2 separate regions of the Hordeum vulgare genome follow, and region 1 is linked to region 2. Evidence: chromatin contacts called from public Hi-C data. All regions are on one chromosome and are shown on one strand. Each heading gives the region's core, a stretch centred on a gene start, on an enhancer-like site or on the middle of the called end of the contact. The rest is flanking DNA. Distances are from core to core; before and after follow the strand shown. Region 1 holds the start of LOC123444792. Region 2 holds the start of LOC123444791 (magnesium transporter MRS2-E-like).

What was found. A called contact is a pair of places that touch in the nucleus more often than the background predicts.
Region 1: a contact with region 2 is called in a Hi-C map of leaf, with 4 times the contacts expected there. The contact joins the promoter of LOC123444792 here to the promoter of LOC123444791 in region 2. A contact is called at or near these places in 4 of 6 Hi-C or Micro-C datasets (leaf and seedling).

Annotation. Positions count from the first base shown.
Region 1 is chr3H:536,639,641-536,642,794 of MorexV3_pseudomolecules_assembly, reverse strand. LOC123444792 reads right to left here and starts at 1,358. Exons shown (of 11, transcript XM_045121641.1): 1 at 1,043-1,358; 2 at 720-960. The coding sequence starts at 1,178.
Region 2 is chr3H:536,482,546-536,485,656 of MorexV3_pseudomolecules_assembly, reverse strand. LOC123444791 (magnesium transporter MRS2-E-like) reads left to right here and starts at 1,467. Exons shown (of 6, transcript XM_045121639.1): 1 at 1,467-1,934; 2 at 2,083-2,235; 3 at 2,324-2,452. The coding sequence starts at 1,590.

The DNA.
Region 1 (3,154 bases), core at 109-2,608, 160 kb before region 2:
TTAATTTGGTTGATTTGCATTCTGATCAATCCATTAGGATCCCCATTTTATTGTTACTTGCTCACAGACCAGGGAGAGGAATTTTGATGGGGTGGCTGAGATTCCCAAGACATCATATGAAAAATTAAACAAGGGAAGCAAACGTCTTCCGGTTACTCTTTGTACTGGCTTGGTTAGTTCACAACTTCACATCGATTCGGTCAGAGAAATTTCTGCTTCGTATGCTATGCGTGTTTCATCCCATTGTATTCCAGAAAATTCTCATTCCTTATCTGCTGCAGCAATGCAAGACAAAATTTGTTTAAAGGGTTTCTATTTTGTAGTATTGAGTTTATCCACTAAAAGCCTGTTTGGAACAAAGGAACTTCAGGGGGATTAGAAAGAAAAAATATCCCCCAAGTTCAAGATAAGACTTAATATTCTTGCAACAGGTACACTACAATTCCAGATGGTTCTAACTTCTAACCACTACTAACATGATCCTATCTATTATAGCACATGGTTCAGAGTAGTCCTGATGATATCACCAAGCGAGCGTCCTGTCAATTGAGTCCAAGAGAAAAGCAGTTTGTGGCTTCAACTAATCAATCATTTATTATGATAGTCAGGACTCAGGAGATGAACTGGTAGTCATTTTCTAAAATTAATCTGGCTACTTATTCTACATCTAGGACAAATTAATCCGTAGAGGAGAGCAAGTGCAAGGTAGCTTGACACACCTAGCAAACTGCTCGATGGAGACAATGGCGTCCAGCGAGAGCCAGCCGGGGCCGACCCGCCTCTCCAGGGTGATCTCGGGCACCGCGACGAGCGGCTCCTCCTGCACCTCCTCCTTCCTCTGCTTCTTCCTCCCATCGGCCTCCTCCTTGCGCTGTCCACGCTCCCGCGCCGCCTGCGTGACGCCCACCACCGCACCCCGCGCCCGGGAGAGCCACGAACGCACCCGCTCCTGCACCGCATCTGCGAAACAGCAAGCCCACAGCGATCAGAGAGAGCACGGGCAGGGGCACGGCCTATCGGGGGCCTCGGGGAGGGGGCTCACCGGTGTCGACGTCGGGGAGCTTCCACTGGGAGCGGACGGCGAGGGCGGGCGGGGGGCCGTGGCGGCGGCGGCGGCCGGGGAGGCGGGAGCGAGGGAGCGGCAGGAAGCGAGGGGGCTGGAGCTGGAGCTGGAGCATGGTGGTGGCGGTGGCGGTGGGGTCAGTGGGCTAGTGGCGGGGAGCGGGGCGTCGTGGACCTTCCGTGGATTCCATTGGAGAGGGCCGTGTCTGGGTTGTTTTACGTTTTCGCTTCGATGCAGGCGGCAAGCAGTCCAGCGGAGCGGAGCGGAGCGCGACGAAGACGACGCTTCTAGCAGTAGCAGGAGGAGAGAGAGCGAGAAGAGATGGCCGGCCGTGTGGTTAGGCGTGGTGCGCGGGCCCCACCCACGAGGTGGGAACTGGGCAGACGGCCGGCCGCCGCCTGCCGGGTGGGGTATCGGCAGTGCCGACTCGTTGCTGGCGTGCCGTTATCCAGGCCGAATCTGATTTCCCCGCAACGAGCGAGTCCACGTCGTGGGCAGAGGGGCGCCCCTATGTCTAGCTTGTTGCTGTTGTGATTGAAAATGAGAGAGAGATGTAAATGGAAACAACTGTCAACTTTATTCTTGATGATGAATTTTATATGTCGGGGAAAGACGGTTCCCGCATACGTCGGTTTTCGCATGGTGCGTGCGGTTACAAGTAGGGATTAACTTAATTAATTACATAATTAATTAAACTTTAACACTCCCCCTAATCTATACTTGTCCTTGAACGTGTTCATCATCTTGTAATAGTCTCCTCTAAAAACCCTGTGGGAAAAATATAAGGAGTGGTGTAGTATATGCAGCTAAAACTCCTTCAAACCCTGTGGGAAAATAAGGAGAAAATGATACCGCATATAATGGTTATTGCCTCCGTTAACTCCATATGAAATGCATTCATAGAATAAGAGGACAATAAATATGTCGTATATACTTTTTCTAAAAACCCCGGTGGGGAAAACAGATAGTATGACATGTGTTCTTATGTTGATATTACCTCATTAAAAACCTTGATGAGAACCTCTAGAGTAAACTCATAAAGGGAAAAAGAGTGTAATATGAGGCTTTGAACAGGAACAGTTCAAGAAGATACTCCCCCTGACTCTTGCAAATCTCGGAGCCGTCGCATACCAATTCCATGAAGGTATTTCTGGAATGTTGAAGCTGGTAAAGACTTTGTGAAAAGATCAGCGAGATTATCACATGACTTGACTTGCAAGATGTTGATTTCACCACTCTTCTGGAGTTCATAGGGATAAAACAACTTAGGGGCAATATGCTTAGTGACATTGCTCTTTATGTATCCTGTTTGCATCTGTGCAACACAAGCCGCATTATCTTCATAGATAATGGTAGGTGATTCGATAGAACCAATTTCATATGACTGTTGTATGTGGTTTATCATTCTGCGAAGCCACGTGCATTCACGTGATGCCTCATATAAAGCAATTATTTCAGAATGATTGGTAGATGTTGCAACAAGGGTCTGTTTCGAAGACTTCCATGATATAGCAGTTCCACCATGTAGGAACACAAAGCCGGTCTGCGATCTGGCATTATGGGGATCAGATAAATAGCCAGCATCTGTATATCCAATTATACCAGAGTCCAGTTTTTCCTAGAATTGAAAGTATAGACCAAGATCCTTTGTGCCTTGGAGATATCGAAAGACATTCTTGACTCCCGACCAATGACGTTTGGTGGGAGCTGCGCTGTGTCTAGCAAGTAGATTTACTGCAAATGCAATATCGGGTCTTGTGCAATTTGCAAGATACATAAGCGCTCCAACAACACTGAGATATGGAACCTCGGGTCCCAAAATCTCTTCACCATCATCCCTTGGTCTGAATGGATCTTTCTCTACGTCTAGAGATCGAACCACCATGGGAGTTTTAGATGGGTAGGATTTGTCCATATTGAATTTCTCCAATATTTTCTGGATATAGGCAGCTTGGTGTACCATTATTCCTGAGGTAAGGTGCTCGAGTTGGAGACCCAAGCAAAATTTAGTTTGACCCAAATCCTTCATCTCAAATTCCATCTTTAGGTGATTGCGTGCTTTATCAATATCTGGTGCATTGTCGACGATGT
Region 2 (3,111 bases), core at 218-2,717:
GACCTCGCACGCGGGTGCGCCGAAAAACACCACACTACTGTGTCGCCATGCACACTTGTGGTTCACCCTTCATAGACCTGTGAGGCGGGTCACTCGGGCGCGCGCCCTTCGGTAGATCGAACAACATGAAGAGCTGAGGGAAACATCCGCGGTATACCACCTCAAAGTGGATGACAAAGAGGGCGCTCTCGCCTGCGGAGGCTCCCAATAGGTGGGTACTCCAACATCCTATATAAGAGGAGCGATTCTTCTCAACAGGCTTCGAGAGGCTCAAATCTACCCTTAAAGAACATCCAAAGTTACTACCAAGTGTAGTAATTAGGCCCAGCCCAAAAAATAGCAGCTTGCAGCCCATCTTATCCCATCACCCTGCACTATCTCAAAAATAAAACTAGGATCTTTGAATTTGAGTCTATCATCCACTTGCGTCCTAGATTTGTCACTGCTATGTGAATAATTTCCCTCTCTTCAACCATCTACCTTGCCCATGGCTTTTGGTACATACCCACCCACATCCCCACCATTTTCTGACCACAACAGGTTTAAACATTGAAAAATCTAAGTCAAAAAAACTCAAATGATTCTGTATTTTTATTAGAAATTATGTGTTTTCAACTTGAGCTCGCAAATATTAACAAAACAGTGTTCTTTCAGACTCAACAATCGTCCTATGTACTGCTCTGTTTTTATTTACTTCAGATATTAGTTTTGTCTTGAGTCAAACTATTTAAACTTTGACCTAGTTCATATATAAAAAATATTAGCGTCCACAATATCAAATCAATACCATTGAAATCGTCATTCGTGTATTTCCATGTCATATATATCTTTTATTATGAAAGTTTAGATTGTTTTTGACAAACTTGGTCAAACTTTATACCGTTTGACTCAGGTCACAGCTAATATGCAAAGTAAATAAATAAAATAAGGTGTATATGTATGTAATCATTGTACATGTCGTAATACTTCCTCTATACCTTGTACTCCCTTCGTTTTAGAATTTTTGTCTTAGATTTGTATAGATATAAATGTATTTAATCATATTTTACTATTTAGGTACATTCATTTCTAGACAAATCTAAGACAAAAGATTTGACACGGAGGGAGTATCTGGGAAGGACTTAGGTACAGAGGGAATATAATCTATTGTAATGATCTCTTCCAGGCAGATCATACTAGTACAGTACTGTGGTATTTAAAACACGGCGAGGTAAAACATGCAAGAGAGAGACGGTGGTACCATGGGACAAGGACAAGGGTATCGAATAGAAACACTACTACATACAAATGCCTACTGGCTTCCACACACATGGCACCGCCGCACCGATTGACTATCCTCGTCCACAGAGAAAAGAGAACGCTCCAGCCAACAACCGTGGCCGGCCCGCTGGGCAGATCCCTCGTCGCCATCCGCGCTCGCGCGGACCGGCACCCGTAATAATCGCGCGCCTACGCCACTTGGGACGTGTGGTAGTAAGCTGTTTTCAAGGAGTATTCGAGCTCGTCTGACCCGCCGCGGCGAAGACCTCGTACCGATAACCGCGTCGCGCCACGCCACGCGGCCTCGGTAGCAGTCCACGCGCGCGCGCATGGAGCAGCGGAGGCAGCCGCAGACCGCACCGGCGCCGCGGCGGAAGGCGGCGCCGGTGGCGAGCCAGGAGTGGCTGGTGGTGCCGGCGGCGGGGGAGCAGCGCAGGGGGGAGTTCGGGAGGCACCGGATCATGGAGATGACGGGGCTGCCGGCGCGCGACCTCCGCGTGCTCGACCCGCTGCTCTCCTACCCGTCCACCATCCTCGGCCGCGACCGCGCCATCGTCGTCAACCTCGAGCACGTCAAGGCCATCGTCACCGCCGCCGAGGTGCTCGTCCGCGACCCCGGCAACCCGCGCCTCCACCCCTTCCTCCAAGAACTCCACGCCCGCCTCGCGCTCCCGGTACGAACAGTCAAACACCCATCGCTGCTTCACTAGCCAATATTCATTCATGCATGCTTGCTACAGTACGATATGGCGGTGAGTGATGTTCATCATCTGCAATGCACCATTCGCCTGATTCTGTCGGTTCCTGTGCTTCTGCGTGAAGGATGCGTGTACCACGAATCCGGCAAGCGACGACATGGAGCTGGGTGATGGTCAGGGGAACGTGCCGATGCCTGGCAGCGCCAAGATCCAGCCCTTCGAGTTCAAGGTGCTCGAGGTCTGCCTCGAGCACACATGCAAATGCATGGAATCTGAGGTAATACACTGGCAAACACATGAGCTCTGCCCATAGCGAGTGTTACCAACTTACCGTGTTTTCACTTGGTGCAAATTATTGGTGCTAGACGTTGGCCCTCGAGAAGGAAGCGTATCCGGCCTTGGACAAGCTGACCTCGAAGGTTAGCACGCTCAACCTGGAGCACGTCAGGCAGATCAAGAGCCGCCTGGTAGAGCTATCAGGGCGCGTACAAAAGGTAGTGCTCCCTCCGTTTTCATTTTTTTTTTAAGAAAAGGAGGATGTACCCCGGCCTCTGCATCTAGACTATGTATGCAGTCATTTTATTAATTATTTAACAAGACCTTACAAAGTAGTACATCAGTAAGTCTGAGGCCATTATCTTGGCAACACATGCCGCTACTCCTATCCCCTTGATGAAGGGATGCCGAATGTCCGGGCAAAATACCAAACAGACATCACACCAAAGCCTAACATCTAAAGCCGGATGCCCCATCCAAACCACAACGCCGGGACTGGGTGACACAACCGGTCCGGCGCACTCCCAGTGGGCACCAACGTACACGCTACAAGGGCCGTCACCATCGTCTTCCATTGATCCATCCTCAAAGCAGCTACTAACGCATTGACCTTGCCAGGCCTCTTTGCCCTCGACGTCACCACGACGTCAGACAATGACGTCCTCCTGCGCGAGTCAATTGCCACATATCGGACGCCGAGCCTCCACTGCTCCACGCCATCGAGATCCACCGCCATGGATATGCAGGATGAAGCAGCGCTCCACCAAAGATGCCATCCACTTGTCCCTCGAGCTCGCGTACACCTCCAAGAATGACGCCCCCAAGGAGGAAACGACACAAGAGTGTCGTCGTCATCCGATCTACTGATCTAGGGTTT